4 separate regions of the Mus musculus genome follow, and all the other regions are linked to region 1. The links are chromatin contacts, called in public Hi-C maps. All regions are on one chromosome and are shown on one strand. Each heading gives the region's core, a stretch centred on a gene start, on an enhancer-like site or on the middle of the called end of the contact. The rest is flanking DNA. Distances are from core to core; before and after follow the strand shown.

The links. Hi-C and Micro-C count contacts between places; a contact is called where the count stands out from the background.
Region 2: a contact with region 1 is called in a Hi-C map of embryonic stem cells, with 10 times the contacts expected there. The contact joins the promoter of Chaserr here to the promoter of Nr2f2 in region 1. A contact is called at or near these places in 8 of 484 Hi-C or Micro-C datasets (embryonic stem cells and nephron progenitors).
Region 3: a Hi-C map of uterus shows a contact between it and region 1, with 6 times the contacts expected there. The contact joins the promoter of Chd2 here to the promoter of Nr2f2 in region 1. A contact is called at or near these places in 2 of 484 Hi-C or Micro-C datasets (nephron progenitors and uterus).
Region 4: a contact with region 1 is called in a Hi-C map of embryonic stem cells, with 2.7 times the contacts expected there. The contact joins the promoter of A730056A06Rik here to the promoter of Nr2f2 in region 1. A contact is called at or near these places in 2 of 484 Hi-C or Micro-C datasets (both in embryonic stem cells).

The regions. Positions count from the first base shown.
Region 1 is chr7:70,359,283-70,361,997 of GRCm38.p6, forward strand. It overlaps Nr2f2 (nuclear receptor subfamily 2, group F, member 2), which reads right to left and starts at 1,311. Exons shown (of 3, transcript NM_009697.3): 1 at 606-1,311. The coding sequence starts at 1,047.
Region 2 is chr7:73,557,061-73,559,775 of GRCm38.p6, forward strand. Chaserr (CHD2 adjacent suppressive regulatory RNA) reads right to left here and starts at 1,335. Exons shown (of 5, transcript NR_037569.1): 1 at 979-1,335. RefSeq lists a cis regulatory region at 817-1,906.
Region 3 is chr7:73,540,410-73,543,124 of GRCm38.p6, forward strand. It overlaps Chd2 (chromodomain helicase DNA binding protein 2), which reads right to left and starts at 1,337. Exons shown (of 39, transcript NM_001081345.2): 1 at 837-1,337; 2 at 363-495. The coding sequence starts at 424. It overlaps Chaserr (CHD2 adjacent suppressive regulatory RNA), which reads right to left. Exons shown (of 5, transcript NR_037569.1): 5 at 1-2,715.
Region 4 is chr7:73,374,453-73,377,167 of GRCm38.p6, forward strand. A730056A06Rik (RIKEN cDNA A730056A06 gene) reads right to left here and starts at 1,322. Exons shown (of 2, transcript NR_040325.1): 1 at 1,065-1,322. It overlaps Rgma (repulsive guidance molecule family member A), which reads left to right and starts at 1,068. Exons shown (of 4, transcript NM_177740.5): 1 at 1,068-1,436. The coding sequence starts at 1,423.

The DNA of each region.
Region 1 (2,715 bases), core at 61-2,560:
GTATTTTTTTAAAGCAGAATGTTAATCCACGGAGGGGTCACATGAGCTCTGCCCAGGCGGCAGCGTTAATACGGCGAAGTGCATAAAATTGCCATTTGTAATTTGAACCTCCTGTACAAAAGTACAATCTCAGGTTGTTTTTTTTTTTTTCTGAAAAGGTGGGGGTTGGGGAGAGGGGTAAGGAGGAGGGACATATGTTGAACATGCAGGAAAAACAAGGAAAGAGAGAAAGGGAAGAGAGAGGGGGGGGACTTTAAAACAACAACAAACAACCCATTCCTTGCAGAAAGGTGAACTCTAATGAACTCTCAATCAATGCAAAGGAAAGGAAAAGCTGTCCGGAGAGGGAGAAAGAGAGAGAGGGGGAGAGGAAGAAAGAGTGGAGAAGGAAAGTCTACTAAAGCATGCGGACTGTAATGGGGGTGGGGGCTGATCTGGGTTGCAGTGCAGACCCCCACCCCCCTCCCCGGTTCCTAGTACCAAATCCCCTCCGACTGCAACCGGGAGAGCTCGGGGCTTCTGAGTCCTTACCCAGAGCAGGCTAGCCAAACGCACCCAGAGCCCCGGGACCGCGGGCGAAGGGGGAAGAAATGAGAGGCCGATACCTTCCCGTCTCATGCCCACTTTGAGGCACTTTTTGAGGCGGCAGTACTGGCACTGGTTGCGGTGGTGCTGGTCGATGGGACAGTTCCGGTTGGCGCGGCACGTGTAGCTCAGGTTCCTCCGCACGCTGCGCTTGAAGAAGCTCTTGCAGCCCTCGCACGTGAACTGGCCGTAGTGCTTGCCGCTCGACTTGTCCCCGCACACCACGCACTCGATGTGCTGCTGCTGCTGCTGCTTGTCGCTGCCCGGGCCGCCAGGGCCGCCCTGGCCGCCAGCCGCTGTCTGGGCCGGCGTGCTGGCCGGGCCCCCTTGGCCCGGCGTCTGTGGCGTGTGCGGGGCGCCAGGCGGCGGGCCCGGCACGGGCGGCGCCTGCGAGGCCTGGCTGCCCTGAGAGCCGGGCACCTCGTCCTGGGGGTCGCGCCACGTGCTGACTACCATTGCCATATCTATGGGGGCCGCGTCCGGACTTCTGCTCCCCTGGCTGCGGGCGGCGGCGGGGTGGCGGCGGCTCCCGGGTCTCGGGCTCCGGCGCGCCGCCTTTTGTGTGTGCGAGGGTGCGAGAGGGCGCGGGAGGGCGCCCCGGGTGGCTCAGGGCTAGTTGATTTGAGGTTGGTTAGTTTTTCCTTTTTTGTTTTTTTGTTTTTGCTTTTGCAAAGTTTTGTCGATTGCTTGTCTGGCCCGGTGTGTTTGTTTTGTTTGTTTCCCTCGGCTCAGCTTTGTTGGTTTCGGGGGGCTTTCCGTCCAGAGGGGAGGGCAAGGGGACAGGGGAAAGAGAGTGGGAGCAGAACGTGGAGAGAGGGAGGGGAGGGAGAGCTGCAAGTCGATTGTCTGGCTTCAAGACAGAAGTAGGAGGCAAAAAAAAAAAAAAAAAAATCTCTCTAAAGATCTCGCTCGCTCTCACTCTCCCTCCCTCTCTCCCTCTCTGGTTCACTCTCTCGCTCTCAGATCTAGTGTGCAGCGGAGGAGTTGGAGGAGGAGAAGGAGGAGGAGGAAGAGGAGGAGGAGGAAGAGGAGAAGGAGAAGGAGAGGCGACTGTCCGGGGGCCAAGTCCAGGGCAGCCCACAGTCAGCCATTCAGGAAAGCCATCGAAATCAGGAGGACTGGGAGAGCGGAGGCGCCGGGCGCGGGCGCGCCCTGGGAGCCAGGCAGGCCGGGGCGGAGGCCGGCGGCCCGCGGAGTGGCCGGAGCTCTGCCCGGGTCCGGGGGAATCAGCATGAAAGTGGTCCGCGTCCGGCGCTGCGCGGCGTCGTCCTGGCGCTGGGCCGCCGCCGCCTCCTGCCCCGGGCGCCTGGCGCGCGCCGCGCTCGCTCCGGACGCCGCCGCCGCCGCCGCCGCTCTCGGAGGCCGCTCGTTGCTCTCCGCGGGCCGCCCGGGCCGCCGCCGCCGCCGCCGAAGCCTCCGGGTCGGGCCCGGAGCCGCTGCGTCTAGCGCCGCCGCCGCCGGTGGAGTCGCTGCTGCTGCCGCTGCTGCCGCCGCCGGTGGAGCCGCTGCTGCTGCTGCTGCTGCTGCTGCTGCCGCCGCCGCCTCACACACATAGGGAAAGAGTCAACTCGCCGGCGGCGGGGGAGAGATGATAAGAGAGAAAGGAGGGCAGATCAGCACCTAGAAGCGCATCCTTCGTGCGCAGAGGGGGGAGAAACGGAGAGAAAGAATGAAAGAGGGAAGAGCAGCGCGGCACCCGGAGAAAGGAGGCAACTCCGGCAGAGGAGGAGGAGGAGAAGAAAACACACACGCGCGCACGCACGCACACACCGCGGAGAGAAAAGAGCAGAATCAAAGTGATCAAATATGCTAAAAAGGGGGGCGCGGGAGGGAATGCGATTTATAGGCGCCGGGGCTGGCAGAAGTGGCTTCTCCGCGATCAGCTCACTGAGCTCTCTATATAGTGAACTTTGACACGACTGCTGCAACTTAGCGCACGTTGCCATGGCGACGGCGCGCCTTATAAGGCAGCCGCCGGGGTTGGCCTGGCCCGGCGCGCGCGCGCCGCCCCCTCGTCGTCATTGGCCGGAGCGCAGCGGCCCCGCCATGGCGGCAGCGGGAGCAGCCCGGTCCTAGCGCGAGCGGCGTCGAGACAGCCGCACGGGGCGCGCGGGGACGGAGGGGGGCGGG
Region 2 (2,715 bases), core at 85-2,584, 3.2 Mb after region 1:
TGGCCCCTCTTCATCGCCCATCAATGGCAGTCTTACTTCAGGATTTACACTAAGTAACTTAAAGAGCTCTGCTTTTAGAATATTTCTTAACTTTTACGGCCAAGGTTTCTAATAGTATACACTCTCTTTTAAACAAGATGAATTTTAACTTGTAAAGGGTCGGAACCGCCTCAAGTTAGATTTAACATTCAAGTGAGAAGTTGCTGATAACGGCTTTACCTACTCATTTAAAAAAGTATCAAACAGTACGGTTATGTTCAAGTATCAGGATGTCAAATGGTCTTAACGAAAGTTCTCGGTAAAAATAAGCTGTATTCATCAAACGCCATCATCTTGCACCATAATTATCAAATCTACTTCCTTTAAACTGCCTTGTTGCCGTCGTCATTTTTGAAATACTAGATGCACTCCTGTAACTTGCCTTTTCTAAAAGACAACAAACGTCACGGACGTTTAACAAGCTGAAAGGTACCTTTGCATCTAGAACACTAACAGCCGTTCTCAAAAGCAGCTTAGAAAGAGTTAAAAGCCAACACCCAACAGGGAGAAGGGGGGAAAAAGACAAGTTTTATTTTGGTTTAAGCGAAGTGAGAGGTTCCATTGTTCTTTTAGATCCGACCCCAAAGATGGGTTCCCACCTCACTGGAAAAGATTTTTAAAAGCCCATCAACGGAGGATTGTTGTTATTTCTCGCTAAGTATCGAAGTAACTCACCAGAGCAAGCAGGGGTTCCACGGCGCGGCCGCCGCCCTCTCCCCGCTGGCTCGGACCGCAGCGCGGCGCCCGGCTGGGTATGCAGCGGGAACGCGGTGGCCCGACCCCGTGCTCCCGTGGCATCGGCCCTCCGCGGCAGTGCCCGGGGCTGCGTGTGCAGAGCCAGCCGGCAGCCACCCGCCGCCCCTCCCGCCCGCGCTCAAGGACGTCGTGCTTTTCCTCCCAAGGACAAAGGACAATAAAGGGAGCAGGGGAGCTACTCACCGGGTCGAAGCGCGGCCCCTGCCGCCATCGGCTCGCTCTTCCTCGCGTGTCCAGGACGGGTCGCCCGCCGCAGCCTCCCGCCCGCGGCGCGAAGCCGCCTCCCGGCCGCGCGCGACACCAGCACCGCCGCTGCCGCAGCGGAGCCACGGGCGTCGTGGGCCCGGCCTCCCCGGGCGCTCCGGCCGCGAGCTCCCACATCGCGCGCGGCCGCCTCGCCCCAGCCGCGGCCTCCCCGCTCTCCCAGAGCCCTCCAGGACGCCGGGGTAGCGCTCCCAGCGCAGCGGCGAGCCCACGGGCCGCGGCAGACCGCCTGACAGCTGGGCTTGCTGCTGCCTCTCCGGCCATCTTGTGCCGTGTGTGGTGTCTCTCCCGTCTCCTCGCTCGGCTTTCCTCCCTCCTCCTCCTCCCCCCGCCCCACACACCACACAACATGGCCTCTTCGCTGCGGCGGGAGCTGCGGCGGCGGCTAGAGCTCCGCGGCGCTCCAGCTCGCTCCCCTCCCCCAACCTCCCGCCTGCAGCTCCGGGACCCCCAGTGCGCACGCGCGCCGACACCCGCCCGCGGCGGCCATTGGCTGGGCTAGCTTCCTGCCCTCGCTTCCCGGAGCGGCATCACGCACTTCGTTCGTACCTTCCTCCCGCCCCAACTGCATACTATTGGTCAGTTCTGAACCCACCGCTTCCATGTTCTCAGCACCAATAGGGCTTATTTAATGCCAATCATAGCCCGTGGGCGTTTCAGGAGAGAAGTCCTGACCTGCGATTGGCAGATAGTGAAACTCTGGGTTTGCGGGGAGAGACGTAACTTTCTGCTCCGCAGTGCGGACCCTCGAAGGTAGTTTGTGTACGGACGAGCCATTAAAAGCTAACCTTTCCTGTTTCTGACTTGAGATTTTTTTCGTCCACAAAGGAAGAGGAAGTGATAGAGCGAAAACGACATGATTGACAAGATAAGCAAAAACTGCAGAACCTTCCTTCTTGGGCAAGCGCCATAGCCTCAGGATTTTTTGCCCCTAAGGAACCAGACCACAGGCAGGTTATGACCAGCACATTCGCTAACCTAATATCTGACTTGATATACCACTTATTTGAGGTAATCTAGTAGCATGCCCAGTAGTCCTGAGGGCCTAACAAACCAGCCTCTTAATTCTGATTAGCTGGATCCCACATTTTAGGGCAGCGTTGTTGAAGTGGTAGTTTAAACATGTCTATCCAGCTTTCCCCCAGAGAATTACACAGTACAAGCTTCATTTCCTCTCAAAAACTCCACTCTTTTACATTTCTTCTTCCCACTTCTGCCTGGAAACAAGTTTAGGCAGAATACAAATGAATCTCTGAACCGTCTGTCCTCAAGTATCTAAGGAAGTTGTTCTCGCACAGAAGCGGAATGTGGAAATGTTTCTTTTGGCAAGGGGCTAGGGGAAAAGAAAATATGCTATTAGTTTCCATGAGGGAAAAACACTTTTAAGAAGGGGCTTGCTTGTTGAGATGAGAGGAACAGTTCTAAAATTCTCTTGAAACTTAGTTTGCTCCTGGGTTAAAAATCACATTACTTGATCATGGACCACAAAAGTCGTTCTAGTTCCCTTTTGGAGGGGTGTGGAATCAGGTCTCTTTAACATAGTGTTGGCTGTCCTGATGTTTTTTAACGTTAATTTGAGCGTGTGTATGTGTCTGTCTGTCTGTCCACATTAAGTGTCACAGCACTTAATGTACACAGGAGGTGAAAGGACACAGT
Region 3 (2,715 bases), core at 87-2,586, 3.2 Mb after region 1:
GGTGCAATGCAGCAATGGCTAAACAGACAAGGTCATTTTTCTGCAGCATGAAAACCTAAAACCTGAAAATTTACTGACAGAAAAACTACAGTTTCTAGGAAAGGCCCCTCCGGAGAAAAGTACATTACCTTCTGAATGCTGTAAGAGGCCTTAAGTCACAACTCAACTTTCATAAATTGATACCAAAAAATCAGGGTGTGGCATGTTAGCAATCTCAAGGTCACGCTTTAAAAACCAACCCAAGTTAGAAAATTCTTGAAATACAGACAGCAATCCATGTCTGTCAAAGTAAACAAGTGTAAGCTGAGGTTTCCCGAAAAAAAAAAAAAAAGAAAGAAAGAAAGAAAGTTGATAGCTCATACCTCGATGCATTGCTGTGTAGCGAACTGTCCTCCTCTTGGCTTTTGTCCTTATTTCTCATCATCTTTTAATTCTTAAATATTAAGGGGGAGGGGGAATCTGTGTTTGCTTTGAAGTCCTGTGCCCAGGTATTTACTGTCAAAAGTTGAAAGAAAGGTGAGGTCCCAGCTTCTGCGGATGGTTTTATTATCAGGAACAAAGTCCTGACGATGTTAGCGATATTCATGTAATGCAACAACGATAAACACCAGAAAAACAAAATATTTCTATTTTTCCGTTTTAAAATGAGAGGGGGATAAACTGAACGACAGAAGCATCACTATCAATAAGGAAAGTTTCTCAAAAGTAACACACTGGATACAAATAACAATCTCTCTATCTTATTGCGTCATCCAGGAATTTCTCATATTTACAGTAAATAAAGCCAAGTTCAACATTAATTTTTTTAAAATTATCACTGATTATCATGGACTTACCTGATCCATGTAGTAGGTCCAAAGCAAGAGTCCTATCTAGTAGTAGAAAAATATCCGATCCAAAATAATTTTTAAAAACGCAAAATTCTCCGTTAAAAAACAAAAAGTAAATGAAATAATCCTCAAATATGTTGACTTGTCAAAAAATAAAGCAATAATTAATACTAAAACAGGTCCGGAAGGGGAAAAAAAAACCTCATTAGGAGAGCGCACAAAAATGGAGGTGCGCCATGGCTTCTAAGCTGGAAAAAACAACGACCTGGGCTCTCAATACGGCAGCTTCTTCCAACAAGGCACGAAAAGAAAGCTCCTAAAAGCAGCTTTTCTCCCAAAAAAAGGTTCGGATCGACCCCAGTAAGTCACTAGAAGAGGCAGGGGGCTGCGGGGGCCCCCTGAGGCTGCCCGAAAGTTAGGGAAAGTTGCGTAAAGTGAACCGAAGCAGGGAGCAAAGCGCGCTCTCTCTAAGGCACAGCCGCCATCTAGAGCCTCCTTCCCAGCTCTGAGAGCTCTGCCTTTGATTGACACTCTCTACATTTACCCCACAACTCAGGTGATGTACCATAGACCCACCCCTTCATCTCCACCAAAAAAAAAAAAAAAAGAAAGAAAGAAAGAAAAAGAACCAGATTCTCCATCCAAGAGAGCCAGAAGACCCCCAACTCCACACCTCCCTGCCCCTCCAGACCACTCCATCAGAGGGAGGGGGAAGGGCTTCTTAACCCCCTCTGGCTCAAGCACCCTTTTTAAGCCAGAGAGAAATGTAATTTGTTCCTTTTGTCTAAAGATCTGCTAAATATTTCAGTCCTTGAGCTAAAATAACTTCCTCCCTGGACAGGAAGTGGAGTTTTATCAAGCCATTTTGAAATAAAGATAATTTCAAGAGACTCTAAAGCTCAGTTTAAGAACTAATCTTTAAAATAATTAACACCCCACCATGGGTAAAATGGCTTGTAAATAGAAGCAACATTTCAACACCATAAATTAAATCAACTCTTGCCTTCTTTATGGTGCCTAAAAACATCTAAAGATTAAGGGGGAATTTTCCACCTCAACTGGAAGGAAGGGGTAATTTTTTACAACTCAAGAGCGCCTCCCTAGTGTTCAACTGCAGTAGAGCAAAAGTTAATACAACCATTTTCCCCCCCAGAAGAAACAAACTTCTTTGTAAACCATTAATCTTGGAAGTGCCACACATCAAACATATTTACTTCTTACATATATTTGGGCATAATTAATAACTTCGAATTCAAGAAATTACACCAACCTTGGTCACCTTTAAATCAAACACTCAACCTCAACTCCAAAATCAAAAGAACCCTTTCACTCATGTTTGAAATCGAATTCTAAGTACACTCACATTTCATCAATCACCGCCACTTAAATAGGCCACATCTACCAGCCAATTATCAACTGTCAAAGACAAACCCCCTCCAGATGGAAGCACGAGGTCTATAGAAACAAAATTACAAATGCAACAAAGTATTCTCTCCCATGCACACAAGTAACCAACCACATACAAATGCCGAAAAAACTAAAAACATTCCTTTACTGAACCCTACTGGTCAAAACCATGACACTCCAGCAAACGAATTCATTTTAGTTTCACTACCAAACGTAATTATGTTAAATCTAAGAAAATGTAAAAAATCAGTTTCAAGTCTACAAACATATTTCCATCAAAATCCAAAAACTCAAGTTTTCAATTTACAAATATCAACCACCTCACATCATCCAAAGAACAAACACTGCATCTGTATTAACCACAGATGTGTATTCTAAGGTAGTTTACATTAATAACAGACTATTTCATTCTTTGTTCTATATACTGAGAAAAACACCACCAATCGTCATTTGGTCAACAAAGTCCCCATCACTGCTT
Region 4 (2,715 bases), core at 72-2,571, 3.0 Mb after region 1:
GGGGCCAACTGCAAGGCCCAATCCCTTCCTGCTAAAAGCACATGGAGTTTATTTATAGCTCAGTTATAGACTAGTCTAATTCATTTGGCCAATAAACGCAGAACATTGAGTTCAAAACCACATCCCTTAAGACCACAGCATAAATAACGACGAGGGTCTTAATACGGACGATACCTTTTCATTAAATACAGAGTTCTCATCCTATCAAAATTCCAGCGCTTGGTTCAGATTAAGAGAAGATCGGGTCGTAACCCCTGTATAAAATATCCTGGCAGCGCTAACTGTTCAGTGATAATTTGAGTGTGAGCTGTGTGTCCCGGCTGACTTCACACCCCAGCTAGGGTTTCAGACCTATACGTGGTGTTGGGGTGAGACCCTGGAGATGAGCTGCTGGCGGCTGGCTGTGCTCTCCACTGTGTGCGTGAGCTGCATGAAGAATCCTTTTGAGAAGCCCGGAGTTTCCTCTGGCAATCTATGCGAGAAGGGTGCGGGGCGGGGGAGGAAGACGCTGTGACCGGAGGTTACCTCTGAGCTGGACTGCAGAGGGAGGGGTGGGGGAGTACAAGACAGTCTGTTTACTCCAGACTGCGTGTATTCGCGCACTGTGCATGCAATATACATATTATTTATTTTTTCCAATAAGATTCTAAATAGGAGTAAAATCCCTATAGAACAAAGGTGACTTTCGGCAGATGTCAATATTTATCCACGATTGGAAACCTCTAACCACCGTAGGCTCCCAGGTTGAAAACGTGGACTCCAAGCCACCTGGCTCAGGGTTAAGAAAGTTGGATGCGTTAGCGGAAGGGAGGGTCGCTGCACTTGCTGCTCGAACCCTGGGATCGCGAGCCCGCAGGGAGAGTGTGCGCTTTCTGCAGGCTCACCCCCTACGTCCTCACACACCCACTAGCGCGGATCAGCAAGGGTGGGACCGCGGCGGGGCGGGGCCTTTGGAGCCCAGACCCCACCCCTCCCCCTCCCTCTGCTCCGCTCCGCCCGCGCTCGCCCCCCCGCCCGCTCCCGGGGTGCCCGGCCCGCCCCCTCCCTGCCGCGCGCAAACGAACCTCGCGACGCCGCGCTCAGCGGTGGCGGTGGCGGCGACAGGCCGGGCGAGGCAGCAGGTTAGCCCGGGCCGCCCTACTCTGCAGGCGTCTCGGAACTGCAAGCTACGCCGCCCGAGCCCTGCGCCCGGGAAGCACTGGCCAGCCGGCCGCTCCTGAGGCTCGCTCCTCCAGGCGCTCGCAGGCATGCAGCCGGGGAGCAGGCGGAGCGCCCCGGGTCGCTACTGAGTCCGCTGAGCTGCGGGGACCAGCGCCAGCCGGGCCCCTCCCACCTCACCCAGGGGCCCACGAGCGACCGCCCTACACCTAGTCTTCGCGCGCAGCCCCGCCAGCGCCAACCCCCCGCGGGCTGGAGGGGCTCATGCAGCCGCCAAGGTAAGCGCGGACAGCGGGGGCACGGGGTCCTGAGGTCCCCAAGGCGCTGCGGACACTTGCGCTCCGCCGCCTCACTGATTAGTGGCTCCCCCAACCCGGTGTCTCATCTCACACACTTAGGGTTTTGCCTCGGATGACTCGCCTTCGCACTTGGCAGCAGGAAAGTTTTGTGGTTTGGTGTTTTTTCTTTTCCCCCAGCCCCCTAAGATGCTGCCATGAGGGCAGTAGGCGCTGCGCGTGGCTGGGCAGACCCGGCGCCTGTCCCACCCACTGTGTACCGCCTGGAGCTCTCTCTCCTGCGCGGCCACCTCTTCCGGAGGCGAGAGCCCCCCTGACCCACAGAGCTCTTGACAGATCTGATCACCCCGCTGACCCACGGTGAAACCGGATTCTCTCACTTAACCCAGGCCCGGGTTGCAGAAGCTGGAAATGAACGCACCTGCCCCGGGGCCGTCGGCATTGTACATTGTACAGTGTGAGTGACCCTTGCTTAGGAGCGTCCGGTGTGCTAGACTTGGGGTGGTGGCTAAGGGGCAAGGGTCCCAAAAGGTCCGACGTTCCTAAGAGGAAGGCAAGGCACCACGAGGACTCAGCGCCTGACTTGAGCCATGGCTCATCCCTGAGTGTTAACTAGGGGTAGAGGGACAGGTGTATTGGGGGACCGGTGCAAATATGAATGACACTTGGATGCAACTCTTGATTGCATCTTACTAGAGTAGTTGCATTAGATTTTCTCGACGAGGGAGTCAGTTTCCTGAGACTGGAACTTTAATGGGAGCCTGTGTGCTGTTATTATGTGGTGTGGTTTCGGAAGGCGTTGGATTGTATTTATTTTATAAATTGGGTGTCTTGAAGCGGATGGATTAGGGGAAATATCGCCATCTAGCGGAAATGGTGATCTGTACCTTCCTCACAAGCCATGAAGTTGGGCGTTCTCAAAGTTCCCCTATATGAGGAGATGGAGAGATGGGAACTAGCCAACGTGTCCAGAAAGACTGTTTCTCTAGTGCTCAGGCCATCCTGTAAGCGGGGCTTGAGCACCCGCTGCCCGGAGCTTAGCTCTCAGGACCGAATGACGAATTGTATTAGTGGCAGGATATCACCTCCAGGACTGCCATTCCCTTCTGTGTAGTTTTGGGTTCTTCTAGCAAAAATAAAGTAAACGGTCACCTGCCTTTGTCCCTAGGCATCTGGTCCAGGGATCTGGCAAGCCTGTCACGGTCACTTTACTACTCTCTAGTTCATCTGTACCTATATAGTGATTTGTGAAGTTAATGTT